Linked DNA regions of Sus scrofa: region 1 is linked to region 2. Evidence: chromatin contacts called from public promoter capture Hi-C data. All regions are on one chromosome and are shown on one strand. The core of a region is the stretch at or near the end of the contact, and the rest is flanking DNA. Distances in the headings are between cores, read along the strand shown.

Region 1 (6,242 bases), core at 471-2,970, 310 kb after region 2:
GAAAACAGGTAGCTAGATTGTAGTAGATACTTTTTTAAGCAACTTGCATATTTTTTCCATTTTTTAAAAAATTAGGATGTCATGGAGAGCCTTTCTTCTCAAAAGATACAGTATACTTTATTCTACACAATATCCCATTCCACTATTCACACTTAGGTTTTTACCATTTTCACTACGCAACAATATCATAATGAATATACTTGTACATCCTTCTGGTTACATGTGCAAGTATATCCCTAAAGCAAACCCTGAGAAGTGGAAATGCTTGATCAAAGCATTTATTAACATTAGCATCCAAAAAAGAGAAGACTGTACCAAAGTGTTCTCCTACCTGAATAGGAGGGTTACTACCCCAAGCTGGGCTCTCAACACTACCTGGCTCTCCTTCTCTTTCCTTCCCTAGACTTCCAGCTCTCCCTCCTTCTCCACATAACTACTCAAAATCCCTTCTGCACCTTCCATCCCCACCCAAACGTACATATTCTTGGCAAATATTTCACCCATTATGTGTAGAAAAAATAGAAATCACCAGAAGAGAACTTTCTTGGCTTCCTGTCTCCAAACCTACAAAACTTATCCACCCCTGTCTTTCTTCTCTCCTGTTTTGGTGGGGAGGGAAACAAGTCCTTCCTCCTGGTTGTGGGGTACTTTTCACAAAGGAATGACTTCCATCTAAAGGTCTCAGCTTCCATCCCTCAGCCAACCTCAGTGTATTTTCTACCTTCATCCTTCCAATGAATACCCAAACTCATCTTGAGCCAAATCCACCACATCTTTTCAGATCCTTATCTGAAGGATAGGTGACATTAAGATAAGGTGGTCCTTATCTTAGGTGACTCTCACCATAAGGGCACACTCTCCTACTCTTCCTCCTATGTCTCTAGGGCACTTCATTCTCAATCCTTTAGTACTCAGGCTCTTCCTTGTCCAAACCTTAAATGCTGGAGTTTGGGGTTTTCTGTCCTGAGTTCCTTTTCTCTTTCTCCCTGGGAGATGTCACCCCTTCTTCCCTTTCAGCCACCATTACCCCTCTGTCGTCAACTCTCTGATGTGTATATTCAGCCCAGACCGCCAACCTGTCAAAAGCTGACTTCATCCTTTCCCTTTTCATTCCTCCTAACCTCCATTCCCTCTCCCCGCCAAACCCTAGGCCCTCGTCTGGGAAATCTCTTGCAATTCCTCCTTCTAAGTCCGCTGCCACGTGGCTCCAGTACCTCGCAGACCTGAGGAATGTAGTTCTCCTTGAAGTAGTTCCTCAGTCTGGGGCTGGCAACTCGCAACGAGGCCATGACCAGAGGCACTGCTGAAACTGCGCTGCTCACCCGCTCTTCAAACCCGGCTCCGAAGCCTCGCCTGAGCTGGGGGCTAGCGCGTCCCGGCGTTGCCCTGGCAACTGCGCGGCGGGGAGGGGAGGGGCTAGGCACCGACTGGTCCCAGGCCCCCAATAGCCTGCGGCCGCTGGCCGCCGGAAAAGGGGCGGGCCTCGGCCTGGCGCCAGCCCGCCTCTGGGCGGCTGTGGAGGCCCCCTGGGTCCTTTTGGGGCCTGGAGCGCTAGCAGCGCTTCACCCTCGCCCCGCCCAGCCTCTAGGAAGCCGCCTGGACGCATCCAGGCCCGAGTGGGCGGTTTTATATTTTAACTGGGCGGCTTCCGGGAGGCGGAGCCCAGACCCTCATTTCCTTTCTCTCGCGGCTGCTTGAGCTCGGGCGGCGAAGGGTCTCGCTGGCTTCAGACCCTGCCCGCCAGGCCCAGCGCTGCGCGCAGCCCCAGCGAGAGCATGGGCGGCGCCCGGGACGTGGGCTGGGTGGCGGCGGGCCTGGTCCTTGCGGCCGGTGCCTGCTATTGCATTTACAGGCTGACGCGGGGCCAGCGGCGAGGTGCCCGTCGGGTTGGACTGCGCCCCTCGCGGTCCGCAGGTAAGGCCTTGGGGTGCCTAATAGGTGGGCCAGCTGGGCACAGGGCTTTCCCAGGGTGGGGTTGAAGCCGCCGCAGGCGCTCATGGCTTTTCAGTGCAGGGGGTAAAATAAGGAGCCCACCTAGGGAGGGAAGGAGGGAGGCTGGTAAGAAGGGTGAAGTTGGGAAGCCCCAACAGGTGCTGAAGGGGAATCTTCAGCCTGTTTGGGGTAGGGTTCATAGCTGCTTCCCTGCCTCCATTTCTTTGTTCAAAACCCCGGTTGAAAAATTGCCCAAACTCTCTTGCCTGAGTCTGGCGTCACAGCGGACAGATTAAGTTTTGCAAAAGCATGTTGATTGCCTCTCACGTTGAAGCTTGCTCTCTCTCAGTTGTTACCCAGTGTGGGTCTGACCTCTTGCTGCTCTAAAGCTAATAAAAAGGCAAGGTTGGTGGAAAGGAAAGTTTCCTTTATTTCTGATGCCAGAAATGGGAGGGGGGCACTTCTGTCCAAAGGATGAATGCCCCGCTGACAGTCAGTGGGCATAAGCTTTATATAGGCGGAGGGAGGGGCTACATGCAGAAACAGCAAAGTCAGCTGTGACAGTCTTCTTGAAATTGGTCACCCCTGGTCTGACCAGTGTCATCTTGATTGTTTTAAGTACAGTTAAGTCTTCAGTTCCAGGGTGGGTTTGTTCCCATTTCTTTGAGGCTAGTTCTCTAAATGGTGGCAGCATATATCACGGCCATAGGCGGATCACGGTGCAGTTGACTTCTTCTACCTGGTGGGGGTTTTGATATCTACAAGATAGTTCATAGGATATGGCTCAGAATATTATCTATAGCCCTTGAGGAGGAACTAAAGGTCCTTGACTTTGCTTAATGACTAAACTGTTATTATTTGGTCTCATTCAACTCTCTTCCTTGGCTCCTGCATTTTCTCACTTCTCCGATTAAATTTATTCTTTGGCTAAAGTTTTCCCACAGACAAAAGGCAGAGGACATGGTGGGGGAGGGACCTTATGGTGTTACCAGAGAGATTCCTCTAACTCTGCACAGTGTTGCAGGGCCTGGAATGATAGATGAAATTCTGCAGACTTTTTAAAATCTATTTTTTATTTCAGTATTCAGTTGATTTACATCGTTGTGCCAGTTTCTGCTGTATAGCTAAGTGACCCAGTCATACATATAATACATTCCCTTTCTTGTACTATCCTCTGTCATGGCTATCCCAATAGACTGGATGTAGTTTTCTGTGCTGTACAGCAGGACCTCATTGCTTATCCATTCTAAATGTAATGGTTTGCATCTATGAACCCCAAACTCCCAGACCCTCCCACTCCCTCCCCACTCCCACTTTATTAGCACCAGTCTGTTTTCTATGCCTGTGAGTCTGTTTCTTCCTGTAAATGCCATATTTTAGATTACAGATGTGATATATGGTGTTTGTCTTTCTCTTTCTGACTGACTTCCCTTAGTATGATAATCTCTAGTTGCATCCTTACTTAGCTTTTAAAAAGATGTACATTTATATCAAAGGGACAGACAAAGGATATACAAGTTTGCTCAGGGAAGCGCACTAAGAAAAGAAAGTCGGGGAAAGGTTTATTTCCCTTTTGGCACATGGAGAAAAAAGTCCATTTTTTAAAAGATTTGGAAGTTCCTGTTGTGGCGCAGCAGAAACAAATCTGACTAGGAATCATGAGGATGCGAATTCGATCCCTGGCCTCACTCAGTGGGTTAAGGATCTGGCATTGCTGTGAGCTGTGGTATAGGTCACAGATGCAGCTCAGGTCCTGCGTTGCTGTGTCTGTGGTGTAGGCCAGCAGCTATAGATTTGATTCAAACCCTAGCCTGGGAAACTCCATATGCTGTGAGTGCAGCCCTAAAAATAAAAATAAATAAATAAATAAAAAAGATTTGTACTTGCCCTTACTTCAAAGCCTAATTTCTTTGTTTCAGAGATACCTCTGTATAAGTAATTAGTCAGGTGACCTGAACTCAGCTACCTGCTCACTTATGCTCACTTAAGATGATGATCACTAACAAAGTCTTACTTTTTTTTTGTTGTTGTTGTTGTTGTTGTTGTTGTTGTTGTTATTGTTGCTATTTCTTGGGCCGCTCCCGCGGCATATGGAGGTTCCCAGGCTAGGGGTTGAATTGGAGCTGTAGCCACCGGCCTACGCCAGAGCCACAGCAACGCGGGATCCGAGCCGCATCTGCAACCTACACCACAGCTCACGGCAACGCCGGATCGTTAACCCACTGAGCAAGGGCAGGGACCGAACCCGCAACCTCATGGTTCCTAGTCGGATTCGTTAACCACTGCGCCACGACGGGAACTCCAAAGTCTTACTTTTAAATGATTTTACAGCTTCCCAAAATCACATTACCTTGGTCAAGCAGCTTGACTTGCTCACAGTCCCTTCTTCCTGAAGTTACACATTTTCTTGGAAGAGGACTTGAGAAATATCCATCTTGTCAGCATCATCCTTGCCATTCAGAGGGTGATCTTTTTTTTTGTATTAATTTTAGGTGTACAGCATAATGATGTGACATTTGTATATGTTGCAAAATGATCACCATAATAAGTTGAGTTGACATCCATCATCACAGATGGTATAACATATAGTTAAAAATTTTCTTGTGATGAGAAATTTTAAGATTGACTCTCAGAGTTCCCATTGTGGCTTGTCAGAAATAAGCCTGACTAGTATCCATGAGGATGCAAATTTCATCCCTGGTCTTGCTCAGTGGGTTAAGGATCTGGTGTTGCCGTGAACTGTGGTATAGGCCAGCAGCTGTAGCTCCGATTTGACCTCTAGCCTGGGGAACTTCCATATGCCACACCTGCGGCCCTTAAAAAAAAAAAAAAAAAATTACTCTCTGGCAACTTTCAGGTATACAATACAGTATTGTTAACTATAGTCACCAAGCTGTATATTACACTCCCAGTACTTATTTCCCGTATAACTGGAAGTTTATACTCTTTGAGCAAAATCTTTCCATTTCCTTCATCCTCCAACACCTGGCCACCACCATGACACTCTCTGTTTCTCTGAGTTCAGATTTTTTAGATTCCACATAAAAGTGAGATCATTCTGTATTTGTCTCTCATTGTCTGACCTATTTCGCTGGCCATAATGCCCTCAGGGTCCATCCATGTTGTTGCAAATGGCAGTATTTCCTTTTTTATGGCTGAATAGCATTCCATTGTATGTCTATGTGTGTATTACATTTTTATTTATACATTCATCCATTGATTGACTCTTAAATTTTTTCCATGTCTTGGCCGTTGTAAATAATGTTGCAGTGAATATGGGGGTGTAAAAATCTTTTCAAGATAGTGATTTCATTTTCTTTGAATAAATACCCAGAATTACTAGATCATGTGGTAGTTCTTTTAATTTTTTGAGGACCCTCCATATTGTTTTCTATAGTGCTTGGAAATTTACATTCCCATCAAGAGTGCATGAGGGTTTCCTTTTCTCTACATCCTCATTAACACATATTATCTCTTCTCTTTTTGAGGACAGCCATTCTAAAAAGTGTAAAGTGACAGCTAATTGTGGTTTTGGTTTGCGTTTCCCTAAAGATAGTGATGTTCAGCATCCTTTCATGTACTTGTTGGAGAGAGGGAGCATTGAATCCTTACCACTAGGCCACCAGGGGGAGTCTTGTTGGCCGTCTGCATGTCTTCTTTGGAAAAAGGTCCATTCACAGCCTCTGCCCATTTTACAGTCAGATTGTTTCTTTTCGTTTTTTTTCTGTTGAGTTGCTTGAGTTCTTTATATATTTTGGCTAGTAACTATTTATCAGATATATGATTTGCAGATATTTTCTACTATTTCGTAGGTTGTCTTACATTTTGTCGATAGCTTCTTTTGCTCTACAGATTTTTAATTTGATGCAGTTTATCTTGTTTATTTTGCTTCTCTTGCTTTTGGTCAGTCCAAAAGGTCATGTCAAGACCTATGTCAAGAAGCTTACCATTGATTTTTTTAAGGAGTTTAAAGGTTTCAGGTCTTATATTCAAAACTTCAATCTATTATGAGTTGATTTTTTTATATGATAAAAGACAGTGGTCCAGTTTGATTCTTTTACATGTGGTTGTTCAGTTTTCCCAACACTATTTATTGAAGAGACTCTTCTTTCCCCATTGTATATTCCTGGGTCCATTGTCATAAATTAATTGAACATATTTGTGTGGGTTTATTTCTGGACTCTCTGTTCTGTTCCATTGATCTATGTAACTGTCTTTGTGCCAGTACCATGTGTTTTGATTACTATAACTTGGCAGTATGGTTTGAAATCAGGAAGCATGATGCCTTCAGTTTTATTCTCAACATTACT
Region 2 (6,728 bases), core at 438-2,937:
AAGCACCCCACCACTCAAATTTTATAACGATCATTGCTGTATGAGGGAAGGATAGCCAAATTCTCCTTCACAGTTACAGGAAACAAGGGTCAGCAAAGTTAATGATCTATATATACAATAAGAGGAGTTCCCTGGTGGCCTAGCAGTTAAGGATCTGGCATTGTCACTGCTGTGGCTTGGGTCACTGCTATAGTTTGGTCTCAGTCCCTGGCTGAGAGAGAGAGAGAGAGAGAGAGAGAGAGAGAGAGAGAGAGAGAGAATATCCATATATATATTAGATATCTCTATCTATCCCTATCTATCTATCTATCTATCTATCTATCTATCTATCTATCTATCTATCCAGCAAGAAGTTGATCCGTGGGTGGAATCCAGGTCTCCAGAGTGTAAAGTAAGCCTGACACATTTAGAGATTATGAATAGTTAAGTTTGAATAGGTCAGAGGATGTCAACAGTTTGGCTGGGCTAGAGAAGTATTTAGAAAAATAGTAGGAAATCAGGTTAAAGAAATAAATAGGAGACAGATTACAGGGTGCTTTAAATAATATAAGAATAATAAGAATTTGGATTTTTAGCCATACTTTTGAAATTAAGCAATAAAATCCCTTTTTAAATAAAAATCTTATATATGAGACACCAATATGCAAAACAAATTAAAAGGAGGTGGTTTCTCCAATTGAAGCTGTTCCCTCTCCCTGCCCTCAGCCTCTCAGGAGAAAAGCTGGAAAACCCTAAAGAGAAAGTTTGACAAGTGTGAACAGTCATGCTGCAGACATGTGTGGGGCAAGGTAGTGATACAGCAAGTGGCACACAGTCCAGGTAGAGGGATGTACGCTGAAGGCAGAAAGCACAGAGAGGGGACCACCAGGCTGCCAGTGGGAAGGGAAGGCAAAGATGCTGGACACAAAAAGAATCAGAAAGAGAGGGGAGTAGTTCAAAGACTCACATTCAGCGGCCGTGGAAGGACAGTGCAATCACAAAAATAGTGAAAGGCAAAGGAGGAGGCTGCCTTTGTAAGGCAGTGATGTGCTTTTATGTGTTTCTGTCATCTAGACATTTGTGCTGCACTATGCTGTAGTCAAAGGGATAGAAAGTAGCACTTTTTTCTCTATCAGTTTTCTTCTGATCTCAAATAGATGAAACAAAGTCTACTGCAAGAGGCAGAAAAAGCTGAACTTCGTTACATTTAAAATTGTAAGTGCCTGAGAGTCTGTCTGAAAGCCCAATGAGAAGAAAATACAGGATTCCTAATGCCCCCTTCCAGAAAGGAAAAAGAACCATTTCCATTTCTGCAATATTTCTGTTCCTTTGCACAATCCGGATAATTAGCACATTTATTTTTATCTTTAAAAACTCTTGCCCCCACTGTGGAGTTAAGTACAATGGAATGATTCATTTCACGTATAATTATTTTAAAACCCAAGGTTCTTCTTGTGCTTTTAAAAAATAAACGATGAGTGAAACGTGTTGAATATGTGCCTCTGAGTACAGGAATTCCAAAGCGGATTATTTGGATTGCGGATCAGTGACAGTTTTTGGCAAGCCTAGTTGGATGAGGACAGTCTCCTTTTCCTCTGCGTTTGTGAACCTTGTGATGAAAGTGCTCCCGCCCTTTTCTGAGAACAGAAAGCCTGACTCAGGCAGGCAGCTGCTGCTCTTAAAACAGCTCGAGCCGGCAGCCTCCCCTGCTGGGGTGAGCGCCACCGCAGAGATGAAGCTGAAGCTGTCGAACTGGTGCTGGCTGAGCTCCGCTGTCCTCGCGGCTTATGGCTTTTTGGTCGTGGCCAACAATGAGACGGAGGAAATTAAAGATGAAGCAGCCAAGGACGCCTGCCCGGTGAGACTAGAAAGCAGAGGGAAATGCGAAGAGGTAGGCGGGTGTCCCTACCAGGTGAACCTGCCCCCCTTGACTCTTCAGCTCCCCAAGCAGTTTGGCAGGATTGAGGAGGTGTTCAAAGAGGTCCAGAACCTCAAGGAAATTGTGAACAGCCTGAAGAAGACTTGCCAAGACTGCAGACTGCAGGCTGACGACAACCGAGACCCAGGCAGGAATGGACTGCTGTCACCGGGCACAGGAGCCCCGGGAGAAGCTGATGACAGCAGAGTTAGAGAATTGGAGAACGAGGTTAACAAGCTGTCCTCTGACCTGAAGAATGCCAAGGAAGAGATCGACGGGCTTCAGGGTCGCCTGGAGAAGCTGAGCCTTGTAAATATGAACAACATAGAAAATTACGTTGATAACAAGGTGGCAAACCTAACGTTTGCTGTCAATAGTTTGGATGGCAAATGTTCATCGCGGTGTCCCAGTCAAGAACAAATACAGTCACGTCCGGGTATGTATAATAATGCCTTCTTATCATTTGTTCCGGAATGTTTTATAGCTAGACAATACCCATAAACATTAACCTGGGAAAATAAAGGACAGATTAAGTAAATTAAGCCTTTTATGCATCAAGGTAGTACAGGCAAAACTACTGTCTTTGCAGATGTGACCACAGAAAGGTTAGAAGACCTAAGGAACCAAAAAAAATCATAAAGAGTTCTGTCTCCATTAGAAAGCACTTTGAATTTCAAAGACCTTATGTGCTGACGCCAGAACTACACACAAACAGAGTGGAGAAGGCAAATTTCTTAACGTGTCATTGTGTTTAACATTTATCTCTTCACTGGAATGTCTGAAAACAATGGAGATAAGGCAGTGTTTGTGGTTGTACTCTGGAAATCAGGTTTTGGTTTTTTTTTTTTTTGTGGTCGGGTGATTGCTGCTTGTGTGGCAACAAGAGACCTTTGAAAGATTTTAGCAAGTAATCTGTAGTTCATAATCCCAAATATCTCGTGGAAAGCAAAGACTTTATAGATGAAATAAAAGCAGCTTGTAGGCTTCACATGTGTGCACAACTGTTTGCTTTGAGATCTAGTGGCACAAAAGCATTTTAAGGGGAGTTTTGATATGCCACTAAAGTTAGGAATATGTTCTTATTCCTTCCTCTCTTTCACTAGAATTCAAGCATGTGACAATAGAACCCATCTTCCCCATCCAGATTATCTGAATTAACTTTAGTAAATAAATTAACTTTAGTAAAAAAAGATCACAAACCTAACTGTCTACTCTGCACAAGAACTGCTGGCTGTGGCACTGGTTCTCCCAAACCCTGGTTTTCCCCACATGAGTTCCTAGGGCCATTGCTGACTGTGGTCTTATTACATTTTGGAAAGGCATCTCTGCATTAGAATTTCTGCTTATTGTAAGTGTGAGGTTAAAGGATATGGCACTTGCAGCAGAGATGGTATTCATTTGGAACAAGTACCTACCTTATGCGTGCTCCATTCCCAGGGAATCTAGGAGTGAAGGGAGTTGGGAGTTTCATGGACCACTGTTGTTATTACTCCCAGCAGCCTGTATCTAAGGGTACCCTGCACATTGCAAGGCAGAGGTTCAAGTCAGGTAACACACCTGGGTGCTTGTTAGACGGGATGCTTCATGGCAGTTTGTAATGACAAGAACAAGAGTCTACTGCCTGTTTTTCTACTAAGATTGGGGCAAGTATCTGAATGTTTGAGTTCTAAATATACATGAATAGATTAAGTGTGGCTCATAGTGTCTTCTACCAAACTTGCTTTATCTAGCACCTATTTTTATAGAAATTATCTGGGAGTAAATGTCTGTATTTGATTCCTGCAGAACCACAGTAGCTGATTATTATACTTATTCTGAATACAAGTACGTGTGGTTTCCTTCTAGAATCCAAACGTGAAACACTAAATATTTTCCTGGATAATAAATTCAGAAGAAGAATACTGGTATATAATTAAATTTTTTAACTTGAACTTCTTTAATTGTCAAGCAAGTAAAATAAATGGAAATGTTGATCAGTGCTGTACTTTAGAATTTTAATGTATCAATTGGAAAAATCCTATAAAATGTCCTCAAAGTGGAGGCTATTAGCATCTCTAGGTCAAAGGAAACAGAAGCATGTGTTTCCTCTGCCTGCATGGAATGCAGTTCCGGGAGAAGTGGAATCACCTGACCTTCAGGGCCAAGGGATACAGTGCTTACAAGGACAAGGTTTGCAGCCAACCAGATCTGAGTTTGTGTCCTGGCTCTGCCACTGAAAGTTTCTGTGAAGTTGGGAAAGCCAGTGATCTCCTTTGAGCCTAAATATTCTTTCTCACCAGCAGAATGGTAATAATATCTACGTCATACAGTTCACGTGCAGACCAAGTGTGAAAATGTTATCAAGTCATTGGCCAAATGCCTAGAGCAACTGGGGAGCCCTTATGAAATATTACGGAATTATTGAGACTATTCTCTTTATTTCTTGCTGGTGATGTTTGCTGTTCACATTATCAATATTATCACCAACCAAGAAAGTGTTGGAGAGCTTGGTCTGCTTTATAACACCAGGTTCTTGTTCTGAGGCCTTTAACAAGCATTTGCCAAATAGGTTCAAGTACGTTTAGCAGAGCCAGGTTTCATTATCACCATTGACTGAGTTATCAAACTGCTTTTGTACATCTAAAGAATTCTTTCAATGCATAGTTTTTATTAACAAAATCCAATGCCTTTATTTTTTTTTTCACTCCTTCAGTTCAACATCTTATATATAAAGATTGCTCTGAATACTACACAATAGGCAAAAGGAGCAGTGAGATCTACAGAGTTACACCGGATCCCAAAAACAGTAGCTTTGAAGTTTACTGTGACATGGAGACCATGGGGGGAGGCTGGACAGTGCTGCAGGCACGTCTTGATGGAAGCACCAACTTCACCAGAACATGGCGAGACTACAAAGTTGGCTTTGGAAACCTCAGAAGAGAATTTTGGTTGGGGAATGATAAAATTCATCTTCTGACTAAGAGTAAGGATATGATTCTAAGAATAGATCTTGAGGACTTTAATGGTATCAAGCTCTATGCCTTGTATGATCACTTTTATGTGGCCAACGAGTTTCTCAAATACCGTCTACACATTGGTAACTATAACGGCACCGCTGGAGATGCCTTGCGTTTCAGTAAACATTACAACCATGACATGAAGTATTTCACCACCCCAGATAGAGACAACGATCGATATCCCTCTGGGAACTGTGGGCTCTACTACAGCTCGGGTTGGTGGTTTGATGCTTGTCTTTCTGCAAACTTAAATGGCAAATATTATAACCAAAAATACAGAGGTGTTCGAAATGGGATTTTCTGGGGCACCTGGCCTGGTATAAGTGAGGCACAACCTGGTGGCTACAGGTCCTCTTTCAAAGAAGCCAAAATGATGATCAGACCCAAGTACTTTAAGCCATAAATCACTAATGCTTATTCCTCTGGGTATTCATTTCCTAATAGGGCAATTAATTCCTTCAGCACTTTGGAATGTGTTTCATACTCCTCTTCATGGCTTAAAACTTATCTCTGAGCAATGGGTTCTTATGCTATACAGGATTTGAAATAAAGCTGAAAAATATGCCTTGTAAAGAAGTCCTTTGTTGCTGTTACACTGTTATCCAAATAAACACTTGCAAGCAAGGGGAATATTGAGAATTACACATTAGATTTATAATTCTCTTACTTTCTTCTATTTGAAAAGTTTTTATTGCTCATCTTACTCACTCGAACTAAAAATAATTGCTTATTCAGCAGGCTAAATTTTACACGAGTAATCTGTATTTTGCCTGAGACTTGAAGACATCTGAAGGCATATTACTCTTTTCAGGCCCTAAATAACTATTGGGTATTTATTTGTCTCTAAATACCCTATTCCTCATTCTGAGATAAACTTACTCTATTTATGGCATTTACAGCATTTTAGTTCCCAAGCAAAGGGAAATATGTATAATTAAACCTGTTCATGTACTAATCCTGAAATGCTAAATTTTATTTAAAATATTTTAAAATGCGACAATATACTGTCCCTCCTAAAAGCATTCAGAAAATTAATTTAACCTTAAAGACCATGGTTTAAAGGTAATTCATTCATAGTTTATAATTCCTCAGATGTTTTATGATAAAAACTGCTTTAACATAAAAACCGTCTTCCTTTGCTCTTTTGCATAATAGTTTTAAATTTAAGACTGCTCACTACTGTATGAGACTACTGGTAGATTTTCTTTGGTAGGTATGGGTGGGGAATGAAGCACTTATTTATAGACTATAACACTCTGAAGGCCAATGTTATATCCAAAGCAATAATATCATTAAGTGATTCATTTCATTCAAAGCTAAGTTGTATAGGACAAAGAGATAAATCTATTCACAAAAAGCATATGAATTTTGAAATATATACAGAACAATGGTTCAAACATTATATACTTTAACCCTACTGGTGTATTTCTTATTTTTCTATCAGAAGATTCAAATATAGTTTTTTTTAACAAAACAAAAATAGAATTTTACAATTCATTAATTTTAGAATGCAAGTATTATATTTAAAAGATTATAAAAATTGTTAAATTGCATCATTGTAAAAAAGGGATCACTTCAGAGAGAACAGCAGTATTCTACTGCATGTTAAAAAAAAAAAAATGCTCTTGGAGTTCCCGTCATGGTTCAGCGGTTAACAAACCTGACTAGTATCCATGGGGATGCAGGTTTGATCCCTGGCCTCACTCAGTGGGTTAAGGATTCGGTGTTGCCATGAGCTGTGGTATAGGTCACAGACGTGGCTTGGATCTGGCATTGCTGTGGCTGTGGCCGGCAGCTATAGCTCCAATTGGACCCCTACCCTGCAAATGTGCCAC

What was found. Promoter capture Hi-C pulls out the DNA fragments that hold promoters and counts their contacts.
Region 1: a promoter capture Hi-C map of liver shows a contact between it and region 2, with 4 times the contacts expected there. The contact joins the promoter of ARMC10 here to the promoter of FGL2 in region 2. A contact is called at or near these places in 1 of 5 promoter capture datasets (liver) and 1 of 2 datasets of contacts at active chromatin or transcription factors (alveolar macrophages).

What each region holds. Positions count from the first base shown.
Region 1 is chr9:103,178,034-103,184,275 of Sscrofa11.1, forward strand. ARMC10 (armadillo repeat containing 10) reads left to right here and starts at 1,721. Exons shown (of 6, transcript NM_001244923.1): 1 at 1,721-1,914. The coding sequence starts at 1,776. FBXL13 (F-box/LRR-repeat protein 13) reads right to left here and starts at 1,346. Exons shown (of 21, transcript XM_013979811.2): 1 at 1,215-1,346. The coding sequence starts at 1,289.
Region 2 is chr9:102,867,357-102,874,084 of Sscrofa11.1, forward strand. It overlaps FGL2 (fibrinogen like 2), which reads left to right and starts at 1,688. Exons shown (of 2, transcript NM_001005152.2): 1 at 1,688-2,333; 2 at 4,590-6,728. The coding sequence starts at 1,712. The coding sequence ends at 5,296. The region is part of intron 2 of CCDC146 (coiled-coil domain-containing protein 146); the gene reads right to left.